Linked DNA regions of Zea mays: regions 2 and 3 are each linked to region 1. The links are chromatin contacts, called in public Hi-C maps. All regions are on one chromosome and are shown on one strand. Each heading gives the region's core, a stretch centred on a gene start, on an enhancer-like site or on the middle of the called end of the contact. The rest is flanking DNA. Distances are from core to core; before and after follow the strand shown. Region 1 holds the start of LOC100282812. Region 2 holds the start of LOC541822 (HCF106C precursor protein). Region 3 holds the start of LOC100216731 (Protein AUXIN SIGNALING F-BOX 3).

Region 1 (2,594 bases), core at 38-2,537:
CTGGAGCAGCACCGACACTAGATGCAGCAGAGCACTAGCTACTACACCAACACCAACCCTTATCATCTCAGTCATCACATCAGTAGCTGCCACAAACCCACCCTGATCACCATCTCAGACTAAAGATATCTTACCACTGGTTTGCATGTACAAATTAGGATAATAATATCAACATTGTAATCATGGCCACAACAAGAAAACACAAATGGGAAAACTTGGTCACAGTCATGTCAATCATATTATTACATGACCATCAAACAAACATGAGTTCCATAGAAGGGTAAACAAGCTGGATTCAATAATGTGGCCCATCATATCCTAGAGGTTCCCCTCCCTCCCCAGATAGCATTACAGATGGCATCCCTCTTTGCAGCCATGGCACTGTCAAGGCAACTGCTTGCTTACACAACAACTCACAACTCAAAGAGGGATCCATCTACATGCATATAAAAATGATAGATGAATTAAGCTCATCATACCCTGCTTGGTCTCAACATGCTTGCACAATGAATCAGTAAGGAAAAAGAGCACGATTGCATCATCTAGATATACCTCCAGGTGCACGTAAAGGACAACATCATTGACCATTTTAGTATAAATCCAAAGCAAACCACATGAAAATAAAAAATTGCAGCAAGTATACCAAGCATAACAAAGTAGATAACACATCCTTAAATCAACCAAAACAGACTATAACAAATCATGAGCAACCTATATTGTACCAAACCCTAACGGATTCAACAACTAGAAGAAATAGAAGATTACATGCCGATTTCACCTTGGGCCCGGGGTCGTAGCAACAAACACCAAGTAGATCTCAAAGTAGAGGAAGCAGACTGGAAGTAGAAGTAGCCGACGGGCACAAAGAGGAAGAAGTCCAACACCTCAGAGTCCCCACAGCAGCCGGAGCAGCGTGCGTCGAGCAACCTCAAAGACAGGGAACAGAGACGAACCCTGCCAGAGGAGCTCACCGTCGCCACGAACAACTGCTCAGCACCATCGGTCTCTCACGCAGGAGGATTCGCTGGTGTGGAGCGCACACGTGGAGGTTTCGCCTTCCCGCGCGAGCCACCCATCGACACGCGAGAGCGCCCCCGAATCACTCGCCTTGCGCCGCGAGCAACCGAGCTCACAAAAGACGAACCCTAGGGGTGTTTCCTAGAGCTAGGTGGGGGAAGGGGGAGGGGTTAATGTGCACGCGCACAACCGAGCTCTCAAATGGACCAAACAACACAATCACTAAAATTGCAGCCTAGAAGCGCAGTCAGGTGGTCGGGCCACCTTCACAAACACCACTTCTTACCGATTAGTAGAAAAAAAAACTCCTCGGCCCCAGCATTTTCGTGCAAGGGGCGAGCCGCCAGCTACTGCTGGCCTTTTCCCTCACACAAGTCACACGCACACCCGCTAGCCCCCGTCCCCCGTCCCGCCCGTACCTTCCTCCGCCGCCTCCGTCCTCGTTCCAACCGTGGGCAGCAGGCAGGCCCAAGTATCTGCAGTAGATTGGTGGAGAGGAAGAAGACGGCAGGCACCCACGCAGATCAAACGTGCTCCGCCACCCTTGGTTTCGGCGAATCGGCGCCGTACGCCGTAAATCGAGCCGTCTCCGAGCAGATCGACGCGCTGCATAGCAATTCGACCCGTCTCCGGCCAAATCGACGTCCAGAGCTGCAAATTGACCCATCTCCGCGCTGACCTCCGCTTGTGCCTGCCGAGGAGCGCCGAAGTTACGCCCTTCTCGTGAAGGTGTGCGCTCCGACTCACTTAGATGTAGGTCTATGTAAGAAGAAGAATCCCAAACAATAAGATGGACACCAAACGCATAGCTTTTTTGTATAGTACTTCTTTAGGAAGTGGCTTCCCTGGCCAGCTCTAGAAAAGCCAGCTCAAGCAGATCCAGACGGGGCCGACTGCGCAACCTGTTCGACCGGTCCTGCACCGCCTCTCGGTCGCCGAGCTTGGCTCTCGATCCCGCCGCTGGGGCACGGTTGGGGGCTTGACTCACATTTGGTGCTAAAAATTTACTATTCTAGAGCATTTTGCCTCCTCATTCATTAACTCAGATTGTTGAGATGGCAAAAGATGATGTTTATTCCGCCTGAAATCTTATTTGCACAATACATAGGCATTTTTATGGCATTTCTAGCAGCTGAAACAATAAATACTGTTTGTCGGTTCACTGAAGCATATATCGTTTCTAATTTGGTAATTGAGCCTCACTTAGATGATGGCATCAAATGTTTGACCTTGATGTTCTGCTAGGTAACATTAGTTGGTTACTTTTATCTGGATCATGTTCATCACGGTAGCATCATATGTAATGCTGTCCACACAAGTCAATCCCAGGGATTTCTTTAGATATAAATTTGTAATAGTTCGATTCATCTAATCTTTGATTATGTTAACAGAGATCTGATTGTTGATTTTTTTTGAAACTTGCCTTTTTATTTTTTGCTTTGTTTATGCAACAAAAGTTCTGTTAAAGTTTCTTTTTTATTACTAGGAGTAGAAAATTTAGAATTAGGAAGTCCCTAATGTTATTTCCTCATTTACAAATTTAGACATCCTTGATAAACCTGATGGCTATCGCGGAG
Region 2 (2,594 bases), core at 42-2,541, 190 kb before region 1:
TCTTAGTGATTTGAGCTCCGTTCTAGTGAGAACCTTGTGATACTCTTTTGAGCTCAAGTCTTGGTCTTGTGTGTGCGTATTTGTTGTGGATTTGAGTGTGTTGCTTCCCTCCCTTATTCTAGTGCTTCTATGTGATTCTTATTGTAAGGGCGAGAGACTCCAAGTTGTGGAGATTCCTCGCAAACGGGAAAGAGTAAAGTAAAGAAGAACACCGTGGCATTCAAGTTGATCATTGGATCACTTGAGAGGAGTTGAGTGCAACTCTCGTCCGTTGGGACGCCACAATGTGGAGTAGGCAAGTTTTGTACTTGGCCGAACCACGGGATAAATCCTCGTGTCTCTTGTGCTTGTCCTTATTGTGTCTATTGTGCTTCACAAGAGCTCTCCTCTCTACTCACTTGATTTCATTGATCTAACTCTTAATCAAGTCTGTGGTGTTAAGTTTTAAGTTTTACAGATCACCTATTCACCCCCCTCTAGGTGCTTTCAAATACTCATACCCAGTTAAAAAAAATTATCCACACCCATACCCCCACGAGAGTAAAATTGAACGATAGGTAATTCATACCCGAATACACTCGATACATGCCCACTACAAACAAAAAACCATAAATATCTTCTAGTACTAAAATTATATATCATCAATTATATGTGAATAGAGATCAACAACTATAACATACCAGCAAAACTAAACTAATTAATAATACAACAGTTTCTATAGTAATTATAAATAAGGATATTGCATAACAGTAGTAATTTTTACCTATTAGTATACTTATTAGTGTACCGTGGATAAAAGTTTCTGCTAGTTTTCAGATCAACCATTTTTGCTTGCGATCACCCGTTTTCAATCAAATTACTTGTAATAATAATAATAAAGGGCTCTTTGACTGTAGTTTTGATGTTGGGCTGCTGCAGCTATAAAACAATCTCTACCGATCAGGCGATTTTTGTATTTCTTGTTTACATCATTACATGGACAGTTGGACACACACGCAAGATGCATGGAATAAATTTGCCAGCAGTCCACTGAACGGAGCGGGATGGTGATTTTTGAACTGTCCTCCCTGAGGAAACCAAAGAGACACATATTCATGAGCAAACATAAAAAATGTTTTAAAAAAATGACAAAGCATTCGAGGAGCAACAAGCCAAATGTCAGCCGCGTTGCTGAAAACAGTACCACCTGCAGCTGCAGTCAGTCAGTGGCTGTACGTCATTACGACGGTCGGATCCGGATCAGACGGCTGAGGTTGTACCAATCAGCTGTGCTAACAGCAGCACCCTGCGCATGCTCTACCGGAGTAGCGCAACTCCGCAAGCAAATCCTCCTATCTCCAAGCCTCCAATCTGTGAACGGTGAACCCCAATCGAATGACGCCGACGGCGAGCCTCCTCCTCCCGGCTCCCCCATTCGTCTCTATCTCCGATGTGCGCCGCCTCCAGCTCCCCCCGCGCGGCGGCCACCGGCCTCGCCCCTGCTGGAAGGGCTTGGAGTGCGGCTCCGTACAGACGCGGATGGTCTCTTCTTTCGTTGGTATATATGGGCGAACCCTACTACCCGTGTAATAAATAGATTGCTCCCAGCGTCCTGTTCTTGGGGGGGCCCTTTGATGTGCGGGATCAAATTCAAATCTTTTCTATGATTCGTGCTGGCACGCTGAGTTTGTCCTCCTTTGGCGTGTAACTGTAGGGAGCAGAACACGCCGCAGAAACGTTATATGTGCTTCCCTGTTCGGAGTTGGAGCTCCCGAAGCACTGGTCATTGGAGTAGTCGCCTTGTTGGTGTTCGGCCCCAAGGGTCTAGCAGAGGTAAATTAGCTCAGTCTACAAGCCCTGTCAGCTTTCTTGAGTGGTGCTAGCAGTTGAGAAACAAGATTGACCTATGGGTATTGTTGACGCTTTTTTGGAGCGCCAAATACTTAAGAAGAATCGGCGGCGGTGCTCTCTGGTCAGGCGCAGACGGTCCGCGGCCTGGGGGCCGGACGGTCCGCGACCTGGCGCAGGGGCTAGGGTTTCCTGCCTGACGGCCGGACGGTCCGCGCGTGCGTAGGGGCGGCGGAAGATCACCGGCGGCGCCTGGATCTCGCTCCCGGGAGGGACCCCGTCGGGGAGGAGAGATCCTATGAGTTGTCTAGGCTCGGGCCGGCCGACCTAGACTCCTCTAATCGGCGTAGAGTCGAAGAGAGGCGAAGAATTTGGGGATTGAGAGGCTAAACTAGAACTAGACTAGAACTACTCCTAATTATACTGGAAATAAATGCGAATAGAAGTTGTATTGATTCGATTAATAATTACAAATCGGCCGTAGACCTCTCTTTATATAGAGGAGGGGGGCTGGACCCTTTACACGACTGGATTCCGGGTTAATTCCGCAAATCTAGCCAACAAAATAGCACAAAACTCGGAACCCTAAACTGCTCTGCGCATGTGCGGACCGTCCGGCCCACAGGCGCGGACTGTTCGGATCGCGGACCGTCCAGCCTCAGGGCCGGACCGTCCGCCCGCTCAAAATGGTGCTCAACAGGTATAACCCCCCCCCCCCCCCCCCCACAAAAAAAAAGCTTCATTGTTGTGCCCTTTGGCCATTCATC
Region 3 (2,594 bases), core at 37-2,536, 140 kb before region 1:
AAGATAAGCTAAAAAACTAACAAGCAATGGCACCTAAGTGATAAGCATCAGAAGAAATAAAAGAAAGAACAAAAGTATGCTGTTCTGGATCCCAATATCAAAAGGCAATTGCATAAAACACTGGTAAGGAAGTAAAATGTGACGCTATTAAGGAACCAAAATCTTCAAGGCAATTGTCATTTGCAATAGCTGCTTATATCAAAAGGTAATTGCATACAACACAGCCAAGGAAATAAAATTTGATTATTTTTTAGAAAAAAGTGTAAAGTTTGATGCTCTCAGCTGAAATTTTCAAGCCAGTCATTTGCAATGACTTGAATAGCTGCTTAAAGACTAATTAGTGACATCAACAGGTCACTAAAGATTACAATGCCAGATCAGGAAAGGAAAAAAATGATGCACTTAACAAAAGTGGAATATAGAAAACTCAAATGAGGTACTAGCATTTGGCTAACTGGGATGTAAAACTCACTTGCAGTGATTGGCAATGGCAGCTAGACCATCCGTGCTAAACCCCTCGCAGCTGATAAGGACGAGGACTTTGAATTTTGGGAATGTCCGAGCTAGCAGTTCAAGGTTCTCATCAGAGATAACCATCCGCTTCATGCGCAGCTCCTCAAGACTCAGGCAGCTCCTGGCTGTTGCTTCAATCCATGGCCCCGCGTAGCCACCCCAATCAGGCGGCACAAGGTTGAAGTCCGCAAAGTGAGGCTTCCCCTTCACCGTCAGCGCCTTTACATTGGGGAATCGCAGCACCACACGCTCAGGGAGCACAGCGTAGCAGTTCCCCACGAACACACCTCGTCGGCTCAGCCTCTCGACATCGTACCACAACTTGCACACAAGGGAGACCGTGTTCCGGTCGCTGTGCGACGGCAAGAAGCTGAAAATGTGCTCCACCACCTCACCGGGGAAGTAGGTCATGGCACCTTCCCCAAGTGCACCTTATTACTAGGGCCGCAGGAACTGGATCTAACCCCTTCCAGCCTGGATATCCAAGAAATACCAAGTAACCAAGGAGTAAAAGGGGAGAGCAGGAGTGATGCGCTCCTTTCCAGCTTCCGGGTGATACAACACAAGACAAGATATCAGCAACAACTAGAAGCCCTCTGAGCACATCATCTTCTTGATCAGACACCGAAAAGGAAACAGGCAAACTACAGGCGCCCAAACTACTCGAAATGAGGCGAAGATAGTGACCACCTCCTGATCGCTCCACCGAAACCTGCAGATGGAGATTAGGTAGCCTTCAGCTCTTGCCAACTACAGGGAACTGCAAGGATATCGAGACACGCGCCGGAGGGGGGAAATGCAACAGGCGCCGGAGGGGGGGAAACGACAGCCTACCTCGCTCAGATCCGCGACGCCGTACCGCCAGATCTAACCCGTGAACGTCTCGCCACTCGCGGCCGCCTCCTTACTTCCCACCAAACCCGGTGAAAAAAAAAACTCTCCCTCTGGCGAACAAAAATCACTCGCCGTCGCCGCGCCTCCGGACCAAGGACCCGCCCCGCCTCTCAAGGCGTTCCCTGAAAGGGGAACAGAGCTGGGTAACCCCAGGAGGACGAGGAGGAGGTAACGCGGCGGGGAGTAGTCTTGAAGTGGCCGGCGGCGGGCAGAAAGGGCGGACTACGGAGTGCAGGTTGCAGCAGGAACCGGAGGAGAAGGCGAGAGCGAGCTGCGGGGGTACGGCGTACGGGGGAAGCGGGATGTGGCGACGACTACTCCACCAGCCTATCTCTCTCACTCCATATTTCAAACTTTATTATATAAACATTAGCTCTATTTCTAAATATTTATCATCTAGTTTATTTTTAAATTAAAACGTAATAAATAAAAAACAGTAATAGTATAAAGCATTATATATTGCATGTCCGTTTGTACCACGAAGATAAGTACACAAACACAAGATGTTTCTCTCTCTTTCAAAAAAGAAAGTAGGCAGGTAAAGCAAAAGATGGTGATGATTGATGAACATTCCCTTCTAAATTACACCTCTTATATCTCACTTTCGCACCACGTTACTCCCTCTCATAAATTTCCCTTATTTCATCCTCTACAACCCAACATCCTAATAAAATATTACATATTTTATTTCTATTTTTATTTGTCAACATTGTTGGTTACTTGTTCTCAATTTTGTGAATCAAAAGCAAGACAACACAAATATTAAATGTTAAGGACCTTCGTCTTTCAAAGCATTATCTTTTCTCAAAGATAATGGTTCTTGGACGAATGCGATGAAGAACGGGTCTTCATCTCTCATGAAGATAATATAACAATGTAATATTATATTAAGTATTCATTTCATTTTACACGTTAAATGAAACATTACAAGCATTAGATTACATCAGTACCTTCGGTTTGCTCGAAGGAGAGAATACAATAATGACTTTCAATGAAAGCGTGAATAGTATGGGGCACTGTTCATCTATTTATAGGCATGGGACATAGCCCAAGCAAAAGTAAAATTATGACACTAAAATATATACATTGTCTTAATACAAGTATTAAGGGTAAACAAGTCTTTCAATTGCTGGCTTGATTCCTTGTATGACCTTTGTGATCATCTTAAGCCGAAACTCCAACTCTCG

The links. A called contact is a pair of places that touch in the nucleus more often than the background predicts.
Region 2: a Hi-C map of leaf shows a contact between it and region 1, with 4 times the contacts expected there. The contact joins the promoter of LOC541822 here to the promoter of LOC100282812 in region 1. A contact is called at or near these places in 2 of 25 Hi-C or Micro-C datasets (both in leaf).
Region 3: a Hi-C map of leaf shows a contact between it and region 1, with 6 times the contacts expected there. The contact joins the promoter of LOC100216731 here to the promoter of LOC100282812 in region 1. A contact is called at or near these places in 5 of 25 Hi-C or Micro-C datasets (ear, endosperm, leaf and 1 more).

What each region holds. Positions count from the first base shown.
Region 1 is chr10:113,539,611-113,542,204 of Zm-B73-REFERENCE-NAM-5.0, forward strand. LOC100282812 reads left to right here and starts at 1,288. Exons shown (of 5, transcript NM_001155718.3): 1 at 1,288-1,746; 2 at 2,562-2,594. The coding sequence starts at 2,580. It also overlaps the pseudogene LOC118473581.
Region 2 is chr10:113,347,785-113,350,378 of Zm-B73-REFERENCE-NAM-5.0, forward strand. It overlaps LOC541822 (HCF106C precursor protein), which reads left to right and starts at 1,292. Exons shown (of 6, transcript NM_001371615.1): 1 at 1,292-1,537; 2 at 1,694-1,812. The coding sequence starts at 1,375.
Region 3 is chr10:113,394,721-113,397,314 of Zm-B73-REFERENCE-NAM-5.0, forward strand. It overlaps LOC100216731 (Protein AUXIN SIGNALING F-BOX 3), which reads right to left and starts at 1,287. Exons shown (of 4, transcript NM_001143136.1): 1 at 473-1,287. The coding sequence starts at 924.